Regions from separate parts of the Gossypium hirsutum genome. Here all the other regions are linked to region 1. A link is a contact called in public Hi-C data. All regions are on one chromosome and are shown on one strand. The core of a region is the stretch at or near the end of the contact, and the rest is flanking DNA. Distances in the headings are between cores, read along the strand shown.

Evidence for each region. Hi-C and Micro-C count contacts between places; a contact is called where the count stands out from the background.
Region 2: a Hi-C map of leaf shows a contact between it and region 1, with 1.9 times the contacts expected there. The contact joins the promoter of LOC107949638 here to the enhancer-like site in region 1. A contact is called at or near these places in 2 of 34 Hi-C or Micro-C datasets (both in leaf).
Region 3: a Hi-C map of leaf shows a contact between it and region 1, with 1.7 times the contacts expected there. The contact joins the promoter of LOC107949671 here to the enhancer-like site in region 1. A contact is called at or near these places in 2 of 34 Hi-C or Micro-C datasets (both in leaf).

Annotation. Positions count from the first base shown.
Region 1 is chrD03:42,943,750-42,947,230 of Gossypium_hirsutum_v2.1, forward strand. It overlaps the pseudogene LOC107949652. Among protein-coding and RNA genes, the nearest start is that of LOC107949651, 4.6 kb to the right of the region's middle. Within about 2 kb of position 1,987, at least 6 of the 9 cell types and tissues checked have an H3K27ac peak or open chromatin away from gene starts, as enhancers often do. A contact at or near this core is called in leaf, where this site is marked.
Region 2 is chrD03:43,293,956-43,297,034 of Gossypium_hirsutum_v2.1, forward strand. It overlaps LOC107949638 (copper methylamine oxidase), which reads left to right and starts at 1,263. Exons shown (of 12, transcript XM_016884372.2): 1 at 1,263-1,957; 2 at 2,543-2,652; 3 at 2,792-3,079. The coding sequence starts at 1,708.
Region 3 is chrD03:42,589,791-42,593,284 of Gossypium_hirsutum_v2.1, forward strand. It overlaps LOC107949671, which reads left to right and starts at 2,132. Exons shown (of 3, transcript XR_001697847.2): 1 at 2,132-2,303; 2 at 3,004-3,095. It overlaps LOC107949672 (a long non-coding RNA gene), which reads right to left and starts at 2,299. Exons shown (of 6, transcript XR_005911371.1): 1 at 2,121-2,299; 2 at 1,584-1,878; 3 at 1,139-1,500.

The sequences.
Region 1 (3,481 bases), core at 737-3,236:
TCTTTTTACCTCTATGAATTATAGTAGGAAGAATAATATATTTTGTTTACAACCTACTCTCATATGATAACAATGACCTTTTATTATTAGTAGTAGTGGTGATAGTTGACAAAATTTAACATTTCTTCATTATATTACCTTAATTTTAATTAATTATATAAATGAGTTCTTCATTATTAATTGTTCGTCACTTCAAAATTTTCAACATTTTGTATATTATAATTATGACATTTTCATAATTAAATTTTACTCCCAATATGGTATAATAGCCATTTTCTATCATTATTTATAGTTATGGTAATTTAGTAAAATGTTTTTTAAATAATCTTACATTTTTTTCAATCAAATAATAAAGTCTTATTTCAAGCTAAATAAATCAAACAAAGTACTCTAATATACCCAATAATATACTAAGTATCTTACATTCAAATAATTTTATCGATAAAAATAATCTTACTTTCTATCAACTAAAATAAAATTCGTCAAACTTCAAGTAAAAATTTGAAATTATTAATCATTTTGAATCTTCAAATTTATTTTCATTATTTTGAGACAACTTAACATATTAATTCTTACCTAAATTATAAAATTTTTCTGAGATTGATACTTAAACTTTTTTTGTCACAAGTGATATCTAAACTACTATTTTTTCCAAGTTGGTACCTCCATTAGTCAAACCATTAAGTTTATTTAAAAAATGCTTAACCTACAAAATACTACTTAAATTATGTCATTATTTTTCATTTGTGTACCTAAACATTATTTTTCACAAGTGGTGACTAAATTTTTTTTCCAAGTTGGTATCTCTATTAATTCGATGGTTAGTCAAACCATTAAATCTATTTAACAAAAAAAGATAACCAATTAAAAAATGCCATGCCAAAAAAAAAGATAAAAAAAATATTATTTTTCTTTTTTCATCCTCTCTCATCTTGAGCTTCTTCTACAAATGTAAGCATTTAGAACTTCATGATTTTGATCAAGGTTTTAAAAACCAGATTGATGGTCAAAGCCGTCTAGCCACCAATTCCTAGTTTGATTGATTCGATCAAATAAATTATTAAAAATTTAAAAATAGTGAAAATTGGTTCAACACTTTTTCTAGCTCGGTTCAACTAGTTTGTATTGGTTTGCAAGTCAATTTGATCAACTCTTATCTTTAAATCAGTACCCTAGTTGATACCCGATGCAACTGGGCAGTTCAATTCTGAATAGACTAGTTTTGATCTATGAATGAATTATTTCTATTCCGTTAAGTCGAACAAGTAGGCGATGAAGTTCAAAAATAGAATTAATTGTCAGCGTCTCAATCTTAAGAGGGAGGGAAAATTTCGAGCATTGTTGGCTTTGCCAGATATTATAAAAGAAGAAGAAAGGGAAAAAAGACAATAGAAAAAAGGAAATAATAAAATAATAAAAAATATTTTTATATGATGAGGCAATTTATTATTGGTTGAAATTTTTTTAATAGATATAAAATAAATAATAAAAAATAAAATACTATTTATAAAGAAAAATTAAATATCAAATTAAAAAAGTGTAAATATTAATTTGTGGGTTAAGGTTTTTTTAAAAATAGATTTAAGAGATTCAGATTAAAAAAAGTAAATATAAAAAAATATTTTAAAAAAAAAAGTAATTTTATTATCTTTACAGACTTGCATATATAAAATGGATAGCTGCAAGACCCCACCTCCTCACCGTTTCCCATTCCTTTTCTTTCCCTCTTCCAAGTCGGTAGCTTTAGGTCAAGGATTTTATTTTATTTTTATTCAAAAGGACCTACCTGTATTTAATTTAATCCAATGTGAAGAGACGAGTAAAAGACTGAGAGCCTGAGCCTAGATCTTATTGACAAAACCACAAAAATAATAACACTTTTACTATATTCTTAAATCTTAATGGAGGTTGTGTCCTCATTGAGGCATTGGCTAGAGAATCCAGCATTACACGCGTTCAACTTAAAGCAAATTGCCGCGTGTCAGAACATATTGTCAGTCTAAGTTTATCTCCACCTTCACCTTCTATAAATATAAAACCCTGTCAGTCTCCTTTCTATAACCCCCTTCTCAAATTTCTAAAGCTATTGAAGAAGAATGGCAAGTCCCTCCATTACTTTTCTCTTGCTTTCGCTTCTATGCATTGTTTGCGAGGCCAGATCTCCAACTGCTGCAAGATCAGGTGCCTCAAATTTCATCAAGGCTTCATGTAGTGCCACCTAATATCCATCACTTTGCATCCAATCTCTCGCAGCTTTTGCCCCTTCAATCCAGCGGAGCCCACGCCAACTGGCTCAGACTGCCCTTTCGGTGAGCCTAGAGAGGACTAAGTCCACCCAGGCATTCGTCTCCAAAATGAAGAAATTCAGGGGACTTAAGAGGAGGGAATATGAAGCAATCAAAGATTGCATTGAGGAGATGAGTGAGAGCGTGCACAGGCTGAGCAAATCAGTACAAGAGCTCAAGTACATGGGTCAAGCCAAGGGTCAGGATTTCTTGTGGCACGTTAGCAATGTGGAGACCTGGGTTAGTGCTGCACTAACCGATGAGAACACTTGTGTTGATGGGTTCGCAGGAAGGGCTTTGGATGGTAAGATTAAGGCCTCCATCGGAGCTCGAGTCATTAATGTCGCTCAAGTCACCAGCAATGCTTTGTCATTGGTTAACCAGTTTGCCTCCAAGCAGTGATCAACCTAGCCGCTAGTTGCTCTTGCAGTAAAGTTGGAAAAAAAAAAGTGGTCCAGTTGTAGTCATGGTTTACTTTAGAGGGCTAGCTTTTGGTCAGTTTTGTCATGTGGTTTGGTCTTGAATCCCTTTTTTAAGTGTAAGAATATGAATATGAATATGAATGAAAGTTTTTATTGGCAACAAGATCGTGTTCTCATTGCTATAATGGACGGTGCTTAGACATTGAGCTCTGTTACCCTTTTTATTTTGCTAAATCATTAACTACCGTGATCTACTGTACAAGTGGCTTGGAATGTTGTCTTGGGGGGTGAGCTTGGAATTAAAGAATTTTAATGCTAATTGCCGTGATTTACGGATAGATCGAAAAATCCTATATAATTTTCAACATTACGGGCTTAGCTTAGGTATAACATTCAAAAACCAACACCTTATCTTATAATTATTTGAATTGAAAAACCTAACACCTTATTAAAATCTTATAAATAGCATTTTCACTAGGAAAACATATCATGTCTTCAAGTAAGAGGCCTTGCATATATTTCCTGCAATCTAAGTAGGAAGAGGTTTAGAGTTTATCGACTTTAAGGGTAAAGTTATCAATTCAAATTTGAAATCTTTAATGGGTTTCGGGTAAGACTAAGCTCAAATAATAGCTTTGGATAGAACAAAGTTAATTCCCAGGTCGAATTTAGACACATTAATCAACTTAACTCAATTTATTCATTTTCTTATGTAATATATTATATTAATATAATTTTATTTATTATATAATTTATATAAGTAACACCCTACAT
Region 2 (3,079 bases), core at 13-2,512, 350 kb after region 1:
ATTCTAACAATAACACCACTTAGCCACCCTACCGCCACCGACGATCATGGCAATGTTGTCTCTACTGTTACTTCAAGTAAAACTACTCTTGATTACTTTTTTTTTGGTTGGTTTGATAATTATATTTTTTTTGCAATTTAGAAAAAAAAAACCTATTACAAATGTTACAGAGGATTGAAGAACTAATCTCCTAAAACAAGTTGTGCGATAATTCCTTTCAACCTTTTTTCGTATTTCGCTTCCTACAGTTATCCAGAGCACTATAACATATTGGTTATTTTATGTTTGAATTTGATTTCATAAATTTTGAAACAAACTTCAAAAAGCATCATCTAGTTATTAAAGTTAAATCCTCCAAAAGAAAAAAAAATGAAACAGTTGAATTGTAAAAAATTGTAAAAAGAATCTAATTTTTCAAATATAAAATTGTAAAAAAAAATCAAACAAACAAAAAAATAGAAGTAAAAAGAGATAAATTTTACTTGAAGTAACAATAGAGACAATATTGTCATGGCCATTGATGGCGATAGGGTGATCGATGGTGTTATACTGAAAAATGGGTTCATCAGAAAGAGTGGGGTTATGGTCATGATTCATTGTCGCCGTAATTGGATTCCCTCTTCTTAGAGAGGATTCAAAGGACAATGCCACTATTAAAATCTTCACGTTGTAAATAAACTAAAAAAAAAAAATTTGGAATAATTATGTAGAGGTACCTAATTTTAGTTAAAAGTAAAAAAATACCACGTTAGCAATCCATTAGTAGATCAATAAAATTTTTAATAACTGTGAGCAGTTCGAACAATTATCTTAATCAGAGTGATAAAAAAAATTTAGAGTGATGAAAAGAAGAATGAGGGTAGTTTATCCTAAAAGTAAAATAAGAGTAAGTAAAGAATGCAGTGGCGTGGGCCGTAGCCCACAAGTAAAAGTGAATATAGAGAAATTAAGTCCTTATAAATAAATAAGAGGAAGTTGTACGGCCTTATCAGGGCTAACATTAGGATCCTCCTATCAGTGTATGTATCACCCCTTATCCACTGAAAATGATCCCTCTTATAAATCATTATTATAAGCTCCCCACCCAAAATCCTACAAAAACATAAAACAAAAGTAGGGCCATCGCCTTATGGCCCATATCCACCACCACCACCATCAGTTTTAGTTTTGTTATTATCTGGCGTTAACAAAAAAGAGTTAAACAGGTCACCTATGATCTCCCGTCCAATAAATCAATAGAGGGTGTGGGTTGAGAGTGAGATGGATGCACGTGGTTTCTGTACTTTCTCTTATATAGGAATAGGAGTAGAATAGTATATAAAGCCCTTCCATTCCCTTACTTTTTCTCCGTCTATCCAACTCTACCATTGATTATTTTTTTCCTTTTTCCTTTTGTTTTGTTTCTGGTTCTGGTTTCCTTTTTCTCTTCACATTTCTTTCTCCCGATGAACAAACGCTCCTTTGTCGTTAGAATTAGAGTTTATTGCCACTCAACTCACCACTATTTGATCTGACCTTGGTTATTTCTGCTTCATTTTTTTCTCTTTTAAATTTTCTTGTATTTTCTTGAAGCTTCTTTCCAACGGAGAAATAGATAGAAGAGAGAGGGAGAGCCAGAGAGAGTCGACTGAGAAAGTTTTGCTGTATGTCAGTAGATTGTATTGAGACTTACTGCGGTGGATTTGGCGAGCTTGCAAACCCTTTACAATGGCCTCAGCTAAGAAAAAGACGACGCTTCATTCTTCTTCATCTTCTTCCCCTTCTTCATGTTGCGCATCGCACTCCGTTGTTTCCGCCGCGCCTCCTGCTTCTTCATCTGCCTCCGCCACCGCCTCCAATCTGCTGCACGAGTGGACCCTCGGTTCTACGGATCGCCGCGACGATAGCAGCGTCACCAAAGCTGCCATGGCGTCCTTGATTCGCCCCGTTGATTCTCTTCCCGATACTTCCACCAAAGGCATCTCTCTCTCTCCCCCTGTCTCTTTCATTGTTGTAAGAAATGTGTCGGCGTTTCAGATGATCCTCAATTTAGATCCTAGCCGTTTTACATGTTGTTATGTATTTCTTTTTCTATCATCTCATGTTTTTCGGACTTTTTTATTTTCTGCATCGTTCCTCGTGCATTAATCATCCACGAATATCATGAACTAAAGTTTCAGACTTCGATATATATATTCTTTTTGAAAAAAAAAAGGAATTAACTACGGTTTAGTTTGTACCAAATGCATGTATATTTCTTTCTTTTATTTATCTATCTTTTATAGTTATATTGGAAGAATCTTGAAAGTGTAAGATTTATTTCGAGAAAGGACTATCAATTCATTACTTAATGCTTCACTTTGACCTTTTATTTTTATTTGCTCTGCTGCTTGTTGACCGATTTCTTTTTCCTAAAAAAATTTCAAGTGAATAACTTCAAGAATTTTGTGTTTAATCGAACGTGTTTGAGAGTTATGCTGGTATTTAGTTATTTAGCACTCTGATGTCGACAAGGATTTTTCTCTCTATAGTGTTCAATAAGATTGCTTGTTTGATTGTGCAGGCATCCAAATCTTTACAAGGCCTCAAACCAGTCATCCTTTGGACCCTTTATCTGCTGCTGAGATCTCTGTTGCAGTTGCTACTGTCAGAGCTGCTGGTGCCACTCCTGAGGTTGCTAATTTCTATATAATGCCTTTATTTTGTTGTCCTCCATTCTATCATTTCTAAACCAATGTGCTTAAGATTTGTTGATGTTTCTATGTTGTTTAAAATGTTGAGATAAGTAATATTCTTATTTTTCTTTTTCAAGGTAAGAGACAGCATGCGCTTCGTTGAAGTGGTTCTTTTGGAGCCAGACAAGCATGTTGTTGCTCTGGCAGATGCTTATTTCTTCCCACCTTTCCAACCCTCATTACTTCCCAGGACCAAAAATGGCCCAGTGATACCTACCAAGCTCCCTCTCAGGCGAGCTAGATTGGTTGTCTATAACAAGAAGTCCAATGAAACAAGTATATGGATTGTTGAGTTATCTGAAGTACATGCAGTAACTCGAGGAGGGCATCACAGGGGAAAAGTAATATCATCTCAAGTTGTACCA
Region 3 (3,494 bases), core at 882-3,381, 350 kb before region 1:
AAATAGAAAATAAAGAAACAATTGTGAACAGGGGTGTCGTTCTATGGAGACCAAATTAACAGTTTGAAAAAAATAAAATAAAATAAGATCCACTTCCTTATAATTAAGCCACCTTAATCCCCAACCCAAAACTAACTTCTAACAACCCACTTCTATCCACTTACCATCTTTTCTAGAATTTTAAACCTCATCCAACACCATTAACAAACATCCCATTAAAGAGTAACAAAAATAAATTCAATTTCTCACAACAAGACCCGAAGACCAAACCCCAAACACATACTAACTACTAACCACTGAGATAGACACTTAATTGCGTTAGTTTTTAACAAATAACAATTCATATTCTTTGGGACATTACACCCCGCGATCACGCATTTTTTATTTGTGGACTATTGCATTTTATTTGGAGAGGCAAGTAGGGGGCACAGATAATGAATGAGATTTTGCAAGAATATGAAAATTGCTTTAGATAGTGCATCAATTTTGAAAAGTCATTTATTTTAGTACAAATGTTCAGGAACAAACAAGAAACGATATCTCCTAATCTGTAAGGGTTTGACACAAAAGGAGCACTGGAAGGTATCTTGGATTACCTAGTATGGTGGGACGACAAAAGAAAGCAACGTTTTAGGGGTTGAAAGATAGATTATGCAATCGAGTGAGCAACTGGTGTATCTAGCCTCTCTCCTAGGGAGGTAAAAAAGTGTTTATAAAGAGTATTTTACAGGTTAAACCAACTTCTTTGATGTTACGTTTTCTATTACCCAATTCTGTTTATTGCGAATTAGAAGTAATTATTAGTAAATTCTTCTGGTAGAAGCACAAAGATAAGCGAGCGATTCATTTGTGTAGTTGGACTTTAAAGGTGAAATACTACTCGTTATCTACGTTCTTAGAAGGAATAATCATTCTTATACATGGAGGAGTATTTGGGCCACAAAGGGCTTCCTTAAATTCAGGATGTGCTAGATGGTTGGAACGGGGTAGAATAATAGAATATATCTGTGAGGGATGATGCATGGATCCCTGAATCTGTAGATTATAAAGTTCAGAATCGGGTTACAAATAGTTCGATAACTAGAGTGTCAGATTTGATTATTCAAGAAACCAAATAATGGAGGGAGGATTTGATTACCAATGTTTTTGCGATTGAAGATGTAGAATGCATTCTATGTATTCTTCTCTCGAAAAACCCACAAGAAGACAAATTTGTATGGAAAAGAGAAGCGACGGGGGAATATACAATGTGAAGTGGGTACAAGAAGGCAATACAAGACACCAATACAAACAATGAGCCATATCTTTACAGAAATTATTACAATAAATTATGGCATACAGAAGCACTTAGCAAAGTTAAAATTACAATTTGGAAGGGGTTTAATAATTTTATCCCGACTCTCAACAACCTAGCCTTCAGGAGACTAGGGAATGAAACGACATGCCCCATATGTTAGAATGGTTGCGAAACTCTTGAACATGTGTTTTGGGATTGTGTAACTGCAAAGGAAGAATGGGGTAAGTTAGGAATTTGGTGGCCGCAAAATCTTTCAGTAGTCGAATGTAGGGAATGAATGACATACCTATTAGATAATGGAACATGTGGGTAGAAGAGCTTAATAATCGAGATTATTTGGGCAATCTGGACGTCTAGGAATCGGGTCCTACATGAAAGACATAATCAACTGGCTCAATAAATAGTGGAAATGGTGAAAAAATATACAAAAGAATGGGGAGAGGTTAAAAAACGCTTATCTATTAGAATTCCTGTACTAGAAGGATAGGGACCATCGGTGTCAGATCTGATCAGAATAAAATTTGATGGAGCTTTTCAAAGGAGCAAAAATGAGTCGTGTACAAGACTGGTAGTGAGGAGGCCTGATAGGACGGTGTTAGGCTTGAAAACAATAATCAACAAATGTATTTCATCAATGTTTGCGGTAAAAACGGTTGCATGTCTCTAGGTGACACAAATAGAAGTAGATTTAGGATTTCAAAGGGTTGAGATTAAGGGAAATGCTCTTGTAATAATAATAAAAGACAAATATAAACAGGAGAGATGAATCAGTGATTAGTGCTTACATCTAAGATATTAGAAAATTGAATGAAGTTTTCCGTACCTATCGTTTCTCATATACTGGAAGAGGAAGAAATGGGTTGGCTCACATGCTAGCAACGGAGGGTATGAAGAGGAAAAAGCAAATCTGTCTGGTAGGAGAAGTGTCCCCGTTTGCAAGGAGGAAAATGGAGGAGGGAATCTTAATCAGCCGATGAAGCATTGGGGCAAAGATGGGGCATAAAAGGTACCTTGGGGAAAACAACAGTGTATTCTTTGAGAAGCTAAAATGGAAATGATAGAGATGAAGGCTTCGTTCTTTATTGCATCTGAGATGGGCTTTTACATGTAAAAGCACTTTTCTCTGAAAAGCAATAAAGAACGAACTTCATCTCTTGCAAATTTCCAGCGTTTTTGAAGTGCTTTTGGGTAGATGAAAAAGGAGATTTTTTAAGCTTTTTCAGCCAAGAAGTGCTTTTGGGCTGGTCTTTTACTTTTTTAGCCACACAACACACAAACAACGTTGGTTCTTTGTTTTCATCCAAAATGCACTTTGCTTCCATCTCTTTTCATTACTGGTTCTTTGTTCCTCTACCGATTCTTTGTTCTTCTTCTCCACTGAAGAAGTCTCTGGTTCTTTGTTCCTCTTCTCCACCACCGATGAGTTTATCTTTTTTTTCTCTGTATATTTTTGTTTGTCTTTATTATGGGATTGATTTTTATCATTATTTCTTCTGTATATTTTCTCCTCTTCTCTGCCACCGGTGCTTCTCTTTGGAGGATTTTCTTCTCCCATTCAAAACCCACATTCAGGAAACCATCCTCTCTCTTTCTCTGGTAGGAGGAGAGTGTTAGGATTTTGTTTTTGAGTAATCATGAACATTTCTTTTGTTGTCTAAATGCTTCTTGATCACTCTGTACTAACTTTTAATCTTCACTATATCTAGGTAACAAGTCAGGAGACCAACCTAGTGGCTAGATGTCGACGAGTATATGGCCATGCTCATGATTATCACATCAATTCTATTTCAAATAACAGGTAGCTAGTGGGTTTTGTTTTTATTGCAATTTTGTGGTGTTTTGGCTCCTTATTTTAGTATTATCTGAAAATCAATTGAAGAGGAAGTATTCTTTTTCTAGGATAATATGTGGTAGAATCACACATCTTACATTTTTCTTCTCTGATGGAAAAATAAGTCTTCATTAGCTGAGTCTCTTGAATTCCCTCACCAAGATTTCTAGCCTGATAAATTGCTTAACCTTTATTGCATCTTTGTTCTTTATTATTATTAGTGTTTTTTTTTGGCAGCATCATTATGAGATGTCTCTTGAGAAACTGATGCCATCTAGTTTAGGTTTTGGATTGGAGTGTAGATTTAAACTGTTATTGATTGCGCTTCTAGGCTCTCTTTCCCCATTCCCATTCAAAGTTTGCATT